2 separate regions of the Mus musculus genome follow, and region 1 is linked to region 2. A link is a contact called in public Hi-C data. All regions are on one chromosome and are shown on one strand. Each heading gives the region's core, a stretch centred on a gene start, on an enhancer-like site or on the middle of the called end of the contact. The rest is flanking DNA. Distances are from core to core; before and after follow the strand shown.

Region 1 (6,835 bases), core at 4,148-6,647, 78 kb before region 2:
GTTGGGATTCCAGGCACATCCAGAGGCTGCAGCAGAGGCTGTGTGTAAGTGTGTGTGTGTGTGGGGGGGGACACACCAGGGCTTGGTGTCTAAGGCAAAGAGGTGGGGCAGGGGACAGGCAGGCATCGCCCTCTGCCTCTAGCACCTGCTATAGTGTTGTGAAGGGAAATGCTGCAGAGCCAGAGTGGGCTCTGAGGGAGTTGGAGGGGCTTCCATATCCGCCCTACCCACCGTGTCTCTTAGGACTCCCTCTGTGGCCTGCAGGATTACAGCTGAGTTCCTTGGCTCTTTGCCTCAGCCTCCCTGGATGCCTTGCTTTTATTGCATGAAAGACAGGGAGAATAAAACCTTGCTGTGAAGACAGGATGGAGTGTTACGTACCTAGAATGGAGCCTGGCACACAAGAGGGCTAAAGCTCACAGCCTGCTTTCCCCTGCCTCTGTGGATGATATCTGTATTCCTGAGAAACATATATCCTGTCTGGGTGGGCAGGGAGTAGCATAGATAGGGGACCTCAAGTCTGTGGGAGAGGACAATTTCAGTGAGGAAGTCTGGATATAGCTGACAGCTGACATGAGTCAGGGATCACCGAGCTAGTTAGAGGTTTCCCCCTCCCTGTGCGTTCAAGTGGCAGTTTCCTTGGGGCAGACACACAGGGATAGATAGGATTTCTGGGTTAAAATCTGTGTATATTTTCAGACCGTTTGACTCCAGTGGTCAAGGGGCTTCCAGAAAGCAGCCCGAGCTCTCATGTACTCGGGAAATTATAAGACAGCTGAGCCAGATACACCTGAGCCACCTACCCGCATGCTGGGGCCAGGAATGAGGCCACCTTGGGCCCCACTGGCAGTATGGGAGGACCTCTGACCTGACCCCAAGATTTCATGGCCTTGTGGTCCCTTCTCATGGCTCCTTTCGCTTTACTTATTTCTTTGGAGACTTGAGAGTGAATGAGCTAGTCTTGTCTTGTAGAAGGAGGAACAGGGAGGAGGGTACATCCAAGTCACAGCCTTCATCTGTCCCTGGAAGAGGTGATACCAGCTCAAGCAGGAGGTAGTCTCTGGCACAGTGGGGTAGACTAAACAGAGGCCCATGGGACAGCCTGGTTCCTAAACCTCTCTGGGGTAGAGCCAAGGCCCAAGACAAAGCAGCTCAAGTCTATCCCTCCTGTCCAAGCAAGGGCTGGGCCTTTGGGGTCTCTAGCTGTAGCTTGACCTATGATATAAGGTGTGCATGTTAGAACCACCAATATTATCCATTCATCCATGGGCACTCTCCGTACCTTTAATGGTCAAATAAAATTTTTACATTGAGTATTTGCATTTCAAACGTCAAGGTCTCTATCAACACCTGCCTTGCATCAGAGTCTGATATGGCTTTGTTCACAGCTGAAACTAATCTGTGTAAAACAAAACAAAACAGTGAAAGATTCTTCAGTGCTTTGTGTAATATTTGTAAATGAGGTGGACTTTCCTCTAAGTTCCTCAACTTTGTCCCAAAACTCTTAAAGCTAAGTGACATTGTTCTATAGTAGCATCATCAAATTGAATCTGTCCTTATAGATCAGGGTACCACCCTTCACCCAGCGACTGATCTTTGACTATGTTCATTTCTCTCGCTCTATTTTGTGGTTCAATATAACAGCTTCTTCACTCTACCATATTAACCATTGCAAGTATGAAATGGCCTCTAGTACAGCTGTTATCAATCCCTTCCAGTCTTGAGGAATAATTCTATTTTGAGTAGCCCAGCCACTTAGAGTTTGTTCCGTGTAAGGCAAGTGCATCTCATATGAAATCATGACCTCTTTAAATGGCCTTAGATCTGCCATGTCTGTAGGATACCATCCTATCTCTTAGCAGGCCTATGCTGTATACTACTGGGAAAGCTGATGATGGTCTCGCAACCCAGAGCCACCCCTCCTCTAACTGGCGGCACAGTTGGTTCAAGACTGACCCTTTCTCTGGAAACAGGCTGTTTCATCAGATTGTCCTCCTGCCTTTTCAGCTTTTCTCTGACCTGACCACCCTCAGGCACTTTCTTTCCCTCTTTCCTCCTCCAAATAACTCCATCTTGCTCAGTTACTAGGACTGAGCCTTTTTGTTCTCCCTTTTCTTTCTAGTGCACCTCACCAAGTCTGCAACCCTTTCAGAAATGAGAGTGACCCCTACCTTTTTTTGAAACAGAATATAGGAAGAAAAGGAGGAAGAGGAGGAGAAAAGAAGAAGGAGGAAGAGGAGAAGGAGATGATGATGACTACCACTTCTGGGAACAAAGAAGTGGGGGATACCCCAGTGGTACCAGACACAATAACTTTTTTGCTGGTGTCTTGAAAAGAAAAATCCATTCTTCATTCCCTGCTGTTTTCTCTACGGCATTTGAAATAAAATTTCTCATTCTGCCTAGACCTACATTTGGGTACCACTTGTGGTAGGTAGCTTTACTACTTTGTAGTTCTTCTTTCTTAGCCCTTTCTCTGCCCCTTCCCACCCTTTCAACCCCTCTAGATAGAGAAAGGATAGAGGTGAAAGGGAGATGTTAGCATTAGACTACTGATGAGGGTAGAGGGTAGAGTTCCTTGGGCCAAGTTTGATCTTTGCCATCAGGATATCTAATTTCCTCTTGTTGTTATTTCTTCTTTGTAAACTACTATTAAAAGCCACAAACAACAACAAACAAAGAACAACCTACCCTCCCTCTTGGGGCCCTAGCATTTATATACCCTCTAAAAAGTTCCCAGAATTCCAAACATCATACAATCACAGAAATTATCTGCAGCTGGCAAAATCATGCCTCTGCTAGAGCACGAGGCAAATCATAGTCAGCTGCTGTGGACAGTCTGAAGCAGCCCCATATCCTACACCTGGAATCAAAATGAAAACACATTCTTTTTTTTTTTTGTCATTCATTTTTTTTATTAGGTATTTTCCTCATTTACATTTTCAATGCTATCCCAAAGGTCCCCCATACCCACCCCCCAATCCCCTACCCACCCACTCCCCCTTTTTGGCCCTGGCGTTCCCCTGTACTGGGGCATATAAAGTTTGCAAGTCCAATGGGCCTCTCTTTGCAGTGATGGCCGACTAGGCCATCTTTTGATACATATGCAGCTAAAGACAAGAGCTCCCGGGTAATGGTTAGTTCATATTGTTGTTCCACCTATAGGGTTGCAGTTCCCTTTAGCTCCTTGGGTAATTTCCCTAGCTGAAAACACATTCTTAATCTGTGTTGTTTTTTTTTTTTTTTTTTTTTTAGAGAGAAACCCAGACTCCAAAATTGCCACTAAAGGGGTCCCCCATCTCACCCCATTTTATTGAACACTGGCCTCAATAAAACACTAAGCGTGAACCTAATGGAGCAAGTTGGAGAACTTGAGCCAAGTCTTCAACTTGGTCGCTGCTGGCCCCAGATGTTAGGGAAAGAGACGCCTTCTGAGAAGAGAATTTGACAGGGTCCATTGCCAGTGGTTCAAGACCCTGGATTCCCCAGGCCACAGGCTCAGAGTATCATGGCCAGGGGACCTTCTTTCACTGGTAGAAACCCCTCCTTTAGCTCTGCCCCTAGTCACAATGGCTTGGCTTTTCCCACCATTCTACAGGGTCACCAGGGTACATGCTATCTCCTGTGCCCTCCAATTGGGATAGATGCCACAGTGGGGTTGTTTGCACTTTGCACAGCCCCAACAACACAACTCCCAACCCTCACAGGAGAGGCCTTTGCAGTTTAGATTAACAGCAACAGGCACTGATGGGAACCCAGGAGCCACCGCAACCCAATGCCATCCCATAGAGCGATGACCTGGGACTGGTAGAAGGCCCAACACAATTGGTCCTGACAACCTGCATCCCTAAAACTTTTGGACATCCTCTGTGCATACACTACTTCTGTCCTGGGAGGGGCTGCCCTCATCTCCCCTGGGTCCCCAGGGTACCCCAGGTCTGATGAGGTATCTTCATTGTCATCATTCAAGTGAGACTCAGAGAAGTCAAGTGACCTACCCAAGAATTCTACAGTGGGTCCCTTCTGACAATGGGTTCCAGGTCAGTCTGATGGCAAAGCTTCCCATGGCCTTTGCTCATCTGAGGTCTCTGATTCTGCCCATAGCCTTTAAGGAAGGCAGGGAATTGTAATTATAGCCCAAAGAGAGCTGGGCGGGCTGGCTCTGGATCACACAGCATGGAGTCACTGACTAGCCTAGGCAGCACTATGTACATATACAAGAAAGGAGGTGCTGAGGAGTTTCAGGGGTACAGGCTGCTGGCCCAGCCACTATGGGGCTTTCTATTTGTCCCATGTCCACCCCCGGGGCTGGACTATTTTATGTTTTGAGTGGTGAAATACTTTCAGGTCCCTCTGCATAAGCCTATGAGTGTTACACAGGTCTTAGGCAGCCTGTTCCATCTAAGGTTACCTTGTCATCTTGCTCAGCTACAACGCTGGCTGCCCTCTGTGTCCTTCTCAGACTGACACTCCATGAGGGGGAAAGAGTGGAATCCTCTCAGAGGAACCCCCTGCAAACATGCTGACTGGGCCTGCTGGCTACAAGACACTTGAGTGTTTGTCCTCGCGGGTTATTTTGCAGGAACTTAGGAGTCTGAAGCAGGATCATCATCAATAGGCTGGCCAGTGTGCAGCCTTAGGAGACACTGGGAGCCAAGGACGTGGCTGTAAGCCTGTGTCCCTTTAGGGGCAGAGCTACAGTGAGAATCCAGAGATTTACCCTCTTGGGCCTTCTGAGGATCTCTGTGGCTTGCTGCACCTCTCCTTTGGGTTTCAGTGGTCTTTGCTTAGGAAAGACCCTACTTGGGCAGGTGCCCTCAATCTAGAAGCTGCTCCAAGTCCAAGTCCCCCACTATTTCACCCTGATCCTTTAGGCACCCTAGAGGGGGCTGGTCTCCACTGTCAGCAGGCCAGGCTCCCATTGCTCCAGACATTGAGGCACTCTCACCCTCCCAGTCCCTTGTCCCCGAATGGCACTACCCAGGAGTCGGAGGAAGTTGAAAGCACTTGAAAGTCCCGACTTCACTTGTCTGCTGGGGGCTGAGCACTGACTTGACTTCCTCTCAAGGCCCTGGGTTCTTAGACACCGAGATTTCTAAAAGGTGGGGTGTCAGCAAGACTGGCATCTAGGGCAAGGGAATCCTTGGGCAGCCTTGTGTGAGAGGGCACCCCCTCCTCCCCCAGACTGTCTAATGATGGCCCAGGCTGAGCTCAGCAACCTTCAGAAAAGGCAGCACCTCCAACCCTGTGCTCTTAGGAGGCCTGGGCAAGAGCCCAGATGAGGACGCCAGGGCGCGTGGCTCTGGGGAAGGCTGAGCTGGGCACTTCCTGCTGATGGGTGCCAGGGCTCTACTCCCCTGGAGGGGTGGGTAATTCTTTAGTCTTAGTCAGAGGAAGTGAGGCAGGGTAAATGGGCAATGCCGTGTAGTGCCGCCAGGCCTGCGGGGACTATGGCGGCAGAGACTGTGGAGGCAGCCCAGCCGGGCAGGCTCCCACACCCACACATGCCTTGTTTGACCTTCATATCCATGCTGTTGCCCAGCAGCTACCCTGAGCCCAGCCCCTGTTCCAGCTCCCTCCTTAACTATGCCCCTTACCTGTCAGAGAGGTTAGATATCACAGTACGCATGTTTATTCTTAGGCCTTATTTTTATTTTTTTAAAATAAATATGTGTAGCTGGACAGTGGTGGCTTTAATAAGCCTTTAATCTCAGTACTCTGGAGGCAGAGGCAGGTGAATCTCTTAAGCCTGAGGCCAACCTGGTCTACAGAGCAAGTTTTAGGACAGCTGGAGCTGTACAGAGAAACCCTGCCTCAAAAAAAAAAAATTACATGTGTACACAGTGGGAAACACACACACACACACACACACACACACACACACACACACACGCCCGAGGTGGCTGGCATTGCACTTCCCTGAAGCTGGAGTTACAAGGGGCTGTAAGCTGTCGCTATGGATGCTGGGAACCAAACTCCAGCGCAGTGTGTGCTCTTGACTGCTGAGGCGCTCCAACCCTGTTCGTGTGGGGTTCAGACCGCACTGCCTCAGAGCCTCAGGCCGAAGCCTCGGAGCTTTACCTGTGAAGTCGGCATGTTGGCGAAACACATAAGTCCCTAGTTCACCCATCCCCAATACAGGGAGGCCACACTGAAAGTGTGTCCCACTCTCAGGGTCCTGAGTCTGTGCCCACGCTGAGCAGAATGGCAGAATGCTCCTGTTGGGACAGGCTGTCTGAGTGGCTTACACTCGGTGCTCGTGAACAGCTGGGATCCCCAGACCCATGGCCTTGACCTTCTGGGTCTCTGAAACCATGGTACTTTCTAATACTATTGTGGTCTTCAGGCCCAAAGGTGCATGGGACCACAACCTGCCCTGTGTCCCACAGTGCCTGCTTCTTTGTGGGGACGCTGGGCTCTAGATGGCAGGATTCCAATATTGATCGCAGGAGGCGTGTGTCTCTTCACTGAAAGCAAGGTAAGGCCTCCTATATTTTTCCTCTTAGCCAAGCCCAGCTCAAGCCAACCTCTTGGGTCTCTGTGCAGTCAGGTATCCCATGGTGGGCTGAGGCTAACTCTGAAATGAGTAACTCTGGCCAGCCCCGGACTAGCTCACATGATGGAAGGCCAGTAGCCCTGGAAGGCCAGGCTGGGGCAAGGACTCAGACAAGTGTCTCCTTTCTGTACCTTTGGGACAGGTCCCCTTCCAAAGGCTGTGCTCCACCTTGGTGACCAGGGCAGACTGGGGACAGAAGACACAGGTAGAAGATGGTACATCTTCAAGTATGGTCAACTTGAATGGAGCCTGGTAGTGCACTGCCGTACCCTCTTTCCA
Region 2 (6,481 bases), core at 687-3,186:
ACCCCTGAAGAAATGGCGGCTTGGGAAGATGGGGTGCTTGCCCAGGACTACCCAGCAGGGTTCAGAGGCAGCTCCATGACACCAGAACTCATATCCTGTCCCCTGTTGAGTCCCATGTAGGGCTGCCTATTGGTGAGACTATAGCAATAGTCCTGATATGGGCCTCAAAGCAGATTGGGGACAACTGGCTACCTTGAGTCCTGTTGAGCCCTTCACTTCCAGTTCTCCATTCTGTCATGCTGGCTTCCTCTACCCACGTGACTACACCCTAGACTCTCAGGCCCTGAAGCTCTGGGAAACAAGGCGGGTGTGTTCCCCGTTCTGAGTGGGGCTGAGGGACAACAGGCAGTTTGTCCAAGTTAGTTTCCTAATAACTATAACAAAAAAAAAATACAGGCAATCTCACTAGTCATCAAAACTACAATGAGATTCCACCCCAGTCCTGTCAGAATTGACAATAAGAAACAAACAACAAATGTTGGCAAGGATGGAGACAAAATGTCCACTTGTACTTCCCTGGTGGAAATGTAAGCGAGCAGCCACTGTGGAACTCAGAGTGGAGGCTTCTTAAACGACTAAAAGCAGATCTACTGTGTGGCCCAGCTCTGCCACTCCAAGTCCGCATAGCCCAGAGACACCTGCAGCCTTACTCACAACAGCTAAATTACAAAAAGAACAAAGCTATGTTGTTTGCAGGCAAATTGGTGCAATCAGAGTTGTCTGGATTAAATAAATCAAGGCAGTCTCAGAAAGGCCAATCCCAAATGTTTTCTCTCCTTTGCGGTTCTTATATTTACTATAAATTCATAAACTGTGTATATACATATAACATGAAAGTACAAGTTAAACTGTAGGGGCAAAGATAGTGACCAAGAGTGGGAGGAAGAGAGTGGAGAGGGCAGGGGGCAGGAGAAATACGCTCAATGCTTGCATGAAACTCTTTTTAATAATAATAAAATAGTAGTAATGTCAATTTTTCTTCCTCCTGATGCTAACCATCCCCCTGAGGCAGACAGCAGTAGCTTCCTAGGATGAGAACAGCTGTCAAGCAGCCCCTGCCACCAGCAGCCACCTGCATGATTACTTAGCCTTGCTCAGAGGACAGCATGGTTCCAGCTCAGAGTCTCACCTGAGAACTAGGGCAAGAACCGCCCACTCGCTCTGCAGGCAGTGAGCGCATGGAAAGGCCCAGCAGTGCTGGTCTCCCTGTAAGTGCCCAACAGTCAGGGAGCTGCAGGATAGAGGGCAGGATCCACACAGGACCCCAGCCTCACCATTCAAAGTGCTTTCTAGGCAGAAAAGGGATCGGCAGCAAGGAGAACACTGGGGCGACCCAGAGAGCCCCAAACAGCCCATAGCTCAAACACGGAACAGAAACAAAGCCTCCAGCCATGGTGGCTAGTCAAGGGAGAGATCCTTGGGGAGAAGACTGTAGGCACAATGTGGGCTACTCCAGAGGCAGTTCTAGTGCAGACTGGGCATGTGGTAGGAGAGATTCAGCCACTGCAAGCCCAGGACAGACCAGGAGGCTTCCTGGTTCTATTCTGAGTTCCAGCCTTGACTTGCTGGGGGTTTGGGCGAGCCGCTTCCTGTTGCTCAGGCCAGCTTCCTCCTGCCCAGGAGGCCACAGTGCTTCTCTGGCCCAGGGGGAAGAGAGGGTACATAGTCCATGGCCACAGAAGCTTAAAGCCTTGGGGTTTCAACCAAAGTTGAAATAAGTGATAGGTTTATCTAATGAGCCTTTATCAGCTATCATTTTTCACCCAGTTATTTATTTTACAAAATTAAAGATTCTTTTTACTCAGGAATACTGAATGTCCTTTTACCAACAAAGGTACTAAAAATGGTTGTGGCTAATGAACTTCCTCTCCATGGTTTAAGGGGAAAAAGAAAAAAGAAGTGAGACTAACCAAACCAGGGTCTTTCCCATCCGCCCGTCCCAGCTGAGCCCTCTAGGAACCATGTACGTGGGTCCTGTGATCGAAGGAAGGCCTGGCATGGGACAGGTCCTTGTGTGCCTTGGCCTACTCCAGCAGCAGCGCATGCCATGACAGTACCCCCACCAAAAGGGCCAGCATCCTGTACCCTAAAATTGTTCTGCTGCCTTTATGTCTCCTTTGTTCATTCTGGGTTGGCACCAAGGCTCAAAGTGTTATTTGGTAGACCATACCAGGGTTCCTTTCTCGTGACAGAGAAGCCTCCAGGCCCCCTCATCTCCAAGCCTTGTGCTGATCACTGTGACTATCTCAGAGTCACATGGCTCAAGACCTAACTGCCAAACCACTTACCAGAGTTCCAGAAGAGCTGGTTAGGGGTGGGGGCCTCCGTGCCTTCATGTCTCCATAATCAACAATGTCAAAGTTACTCTTCCAGACCATCACCTGCCAAGAGCAACAGGCAGAGGTGAGAGAGGTAATTGAATTAACCCCAAAGTTCTCAGCAGTAGTGGCTCCCACCTGATAATGCCAATTCAACTCTGGGCCCTGCCCCATATCCCTGATGAGGAGTCTCTGGGGACATTTGGCACCAGGATGGGGTATCACCATGTAGCACGATTAGATCTTAGCACCTGTTTGTCCCTCTACCCAAGTGCCATAGACGTCTCAATGTCAGAATCACTATTAAATCCCTTTGTTTCCTTTCCTTGTTTATCATGTCGACCTGGAAAGGAAGGCTTGAGGGTAGTGGCTTGCCCATGACACTCTGTGAAGTCATGAAGTCATGAAGATAAACTCCAGACCACACTATTGGACAAATGGCCTGACTCCAGCCCCTTACTGTGAGGCCTTAGGAGAGGGATTCAGCATTTGTCTTGTGCCCTCTTCTGTGAAAAGATCCCAGCTCCCACCTCCCAGAGCTGCTAGGAGGCTCACAGGACACAATGGGACACAGTCACTGGCATCATGGAATGGACAGTAACACACTTATTATTTTAAGCCCAATAAGTTTAACAATAAGAAAAAAACCACTCTTAGCCAGGTATGGTAGCATCTGCACTGGAGGCGAAAGCAGGCAAATCTCTGTGTTCAAGGCCAAGTTGGTCTCCACAGACCACCCAGCACTAAAGAGTGAGATCCCACGTCAACGTAGCTACACAGACAGACAGACAGACAGACAGACAGATAAGTTTGATTCCAACATAGCTACTATAACCTCTGTAACTCTAGTACCAGGGGATCCGACGGCCTCTTCTGGCCTTCACAGGCACTGCATAAATATGATACACAGGCACACATAGAGGCAAGGAACACCTATTCTCATTTCTAAAAGAAAGCTAAAGATACAAAAATAAATGTCAAAAAAAGTCTCAAATAAATAACTAACCACACTGTCTTCCAAAAGAGGATAATGCCTAAAAGCATATCACAAAGGCTGGGAGAGTCACCCTGCCAGGAAGCAAGAGCACTCCCTAGTGGTGGCTAGAAGCCATGGCAGCCGGGCGCTGCTGGCTTCTCTTTAGGGAGGGTGGCTCGGCCATCAGAGGAGGAATCAGGCAACAGTGGTGTCACACAAGAGCCACCACTCTATCACTCTAGAAGATGTGACATGTAGATGCCACCCCACTGGGACACAGCAATGCACATGACTCCTCCAGAGGCTCCTCACAGTTACCCACCACTGTTCATACCTCCCAGAGAGATGGGCATACAGATGGGTACCTCATCTGCCATTTTACAAACTGAATGTTGGCATACACATGCCACATGGACAAGATCCTTACATAACTGTGGAGACCTAACATTACCAACAACAGAGTGGCCAGCACGAAGGTAGACATAACACCAATGTCACCCCAGAAAAACAAGAACAAACTGTAAAAAGGTGAGGAATTGGCAGCCTCGCTGTCTGAGGAAAACCACAGCCAGCTTCTTGTGTCGGTGACTCTGTTTTACCCTGGCTTTTAGCATGCACATCTACTACCCAGTCAACTCGAGCGTCCGCCATACAGCTCTGCTTGTAAACTCACTGGAGGCTCGAGGCTTTCCATGGCCTTCCTCCTCTTTGGCTGATAGCTAAGACCTAGTGATGGAGTGGGAAGATACAAGCTGGCTCTTATGTAGGCTGTGGACAAAGAGCCTTTAGTTAACCTCTGCTTTACTGGAAAATCAATACATTTTACTGTAGCTGGGACTTACGGAAGGCCAACAGGACTTGTCTAGGCTGAGCACCCAGAGGATGAACATCCTCGGCAGCCCACCAGATCAAGCGTGTTGGTGGCCACTACTCTTTCCTCCACTGTGCTCGGACAAAGGGGCCTGTGTATGCTCTGGGAGACTGTTGACGGGTGCATCCCTCAGTGCTCCACACCTTTCCTGGGCCAGGCTCTGAGCTAGGCACCAAGGTCAGCGTACTTCCCTCCCCCAGCAGATAAGCCCGTGTGGTATTTAGCAGTCTGGGCAAAGAGGCACAGGAGTGACAGGATGAAGCCTCAGTGCAACTGGTGATGAGGTGGACAGGACTTCCTCTCTTCAGCTAAGGATACAGAAAACGCTGACCCTTTAGATGGGCAGTGAGCTGGGAAGGAAAAGGCAGCAGAGAATGGAGCAGAGGCTCCTGGGATAGGAGGCCCAGCAGTCAGATGGGCTTAGGGCCCATGCTGCCCTGCCACCAGCTAGGACTGTTTTCTCATCTATAAGAATAAAATAGGAAGACTCGCCCCACAGGACTCAGGAGAACTAAATGAGCTATGAAATCCTTGCCACACTGACGATATTACCAGATCTGCAGTAAGTAACCAGTAGTTCTTCACTGTTTATGCAATCAGGAAAAAAAAAAAACCTGAAAATCTAACTTTTTCACTATGATAATTAGTTCAAAGTCCTTCCAACCCATTCCAGTCTGACACACTTCCATGAGGTCACCCCCGAGGGAGCCTTGCTGGGAAGCAGCCAACACCTGGGCCCTGGGGGCCCCACCCACACTCCATCAGTTGCTGAAAGCCTCCAGCCTCCTATGGGGTTCGGATTCCTTAGGCCATTCTTTCTTACCTGCTCATCGGAGCCTCCAGAAGCGAAATACTCCCCCGTTCTTGAAAAGGCAACGGTGGTAGCAGGCCCCTAGCAGAACAAAGAGCAAAGGTCAGCAGGACATAGTGGCACACCAGTGATCCCAGTGCCGGGAGGTGGAGGTGGGGAGATCAGCAATTCCAGGCCAGCCTGGGGTACATGAGACCCTAACTCAATATATACCCTAAAACCCTCCCAAAAGGTCACTCTGAGTCTAACTGCACAGTTCCTGAGTGGCAGTGGCAGTGGGACAAAGGCCTGGGCACTCGTTCAGCACACGATCCTCCTCAGCCTCTGTCCCAGAAGCCTGCATGTGTTCAGGGACAAGAAGCACAGCTTGGGCCTCAGCCTCCAAACATCTCACTAGAGGCTAGGCTATGGGGTCAAGGGCAGGCAGAGGGGAGAGCGGGACACCCACCCTGGCAGTCTGGCCTGGCTGGCATCGTTTCCATAGCTTCCCCTGTGAGATTCACAGCTGAGATCAGCACTCACCTCTCTGGTGTAAGCCTAACACTGCCCTGCTGCAGCCCAGAGAAATGGGAGCCCCAAGGAGGAGCCAGTGGCTCGAATGAACAAGGCAAAGTCAGGGGTATGAACAACAAGAAGGGGGCTGAAGAGGGAAACCCTGAAGGTGCCTGGGTAGTGGACCAAATGACACCAATGTCTCTGCAATGCACATGCATTTTCCTTAAGTTTGGGCCTAACATTGGGTGATGTGCTGCTCTGGCTTCCTAGGGACTGACGGTCAGAGCGACCATCTAAAGGGGAGTGGCAAGTACATACTCAGCAGCACTCTCCGACAAGCACGCCCAGGTTGGGTTGAAGGGAGGAGCATCACGTTCTAATAGAGAAAGACCATTCCTCCCCATATGCCTGGAATCCATTCCAGAAAGATAAGCCAAGCAAGGAGCTGGTCACAGCCGCAGACGCAACCTTTACACGTCAACCTCCAGCGTCACATTTCCCATGGCAAGTGCCTGGCATGCTGCAGGCAAAACCAGGTCAAAGGTCGTCTCCTACATCTGTCACAAAGGTCATCTCAGCTCCTCTAGACCACCAGAGTGTAACAAGAATTGCCCACGCCGGGCAGTGGTGGCGCACTCTTTTAATCCCAGCACTTGGGAGGCAGGGGCAGGAGGTGGATTTCTGAGTTTGAGGCTAGCCTGGTCTACAGAGTGAGTTCCAGGACGGTCAAGGCTACACAGAGAAAAGACCTGCCCACAGCAGAGACCTTTAGCAGCATAGTCTGGGCTAGAGACTAGGGGAAGCTAGGGAGACTCCCTGCAGTCAGCATAGCTTAGGTTGGGAAGAGACCTCACAGCCATGAGCAGCTTCTCCTCGCCCAGGAGACAGGCAGGTTGAGCAGAGACAAGAGGGTACATGCCTGCTCACACTTCCATTTCTAGTTCTTTCTCTCAGAGGTGTTCAGAATGGAGTGAGAGACAGAAAGAGTCCCACATCAGCTAGCGATGGCT

What was found. Hi-C and Micro-C count contacts between places; a contact is called where the count stands out from the background.
Region 1: a contact with region 2 is called in a Hi-C map of bone marrow-derived macrophages, with 53 read pairs. The contact joins two enhancer-like sites. A contact is called at or near these places in 10 of 39 promoter capture datasets (the C10 cell line, the HPC-7 cell line, cranial neural crest and 7 more), 3 of 15 datasets of contacts at CTCF or cohesin (CD8 T cells, embryonic stem cells and large pre-B cells), 29 of 484 Hi-C or Micro-C datasets (the 63-12 cell line, the C2C12 cell line, CD8 T cells and 20 more), 17 of 115 datasets of contacts at active chromatin or transcription factors (CD8 T cells, the HPC-7 cell line, craniofacial prominence and 12 more) and 4 of 9 other capture datasets (adipose tissue, embryonic stem cells, liver and 1 more).

Annotation. Positions count from the first base shown.
Region 1 is chr9:106,384,848-106,391,682 of GRCm38.p6, reverse strand. Gm33616 (a long non-coding RNA gene) reads left to right here. Exons shown (of 3, transcript XR_001779299.2): 3 at 2,123-2,411. Among named protein-coding and RNA genes, the nearest start is that of Dusp7, 20 kb to the right of the region's middle. Within about 2 kb of position 5,397, at least 54 of the 459 cell types and tissues checked have an H3K27ac peak or open chromatin away from gene starts, as enhancers often do. A contact at or near this core is called in bone marrow-derived macrophages, cerebral cortex, cortical glia and 3 more, where this site is marked.
Region 2 is chr9:106,303,841-106,310,321 of GRCm38.p6, reverse strand. Poc1a (POC1 centriolar protein A) reads right to left here. Exons shown (of 11, transcript NM_027354.2): 8 at 4,989-5,057; 9 at 2,289-2,381. Among named protein-coding and RNA genes, the nearest start is that of Poc1a, 26 kb to the right of the region's middle. Within about 2 kb of position 1,936, at least 83 of the 459 cell types and tissues checked have an H3K27ac peak or open chromatin away from gene starts, as enhancers often do. A contact at or near this core is called in bone marrow-derived macrophages, cerebral cortex, cortical glia and 3 more, where this site is marked.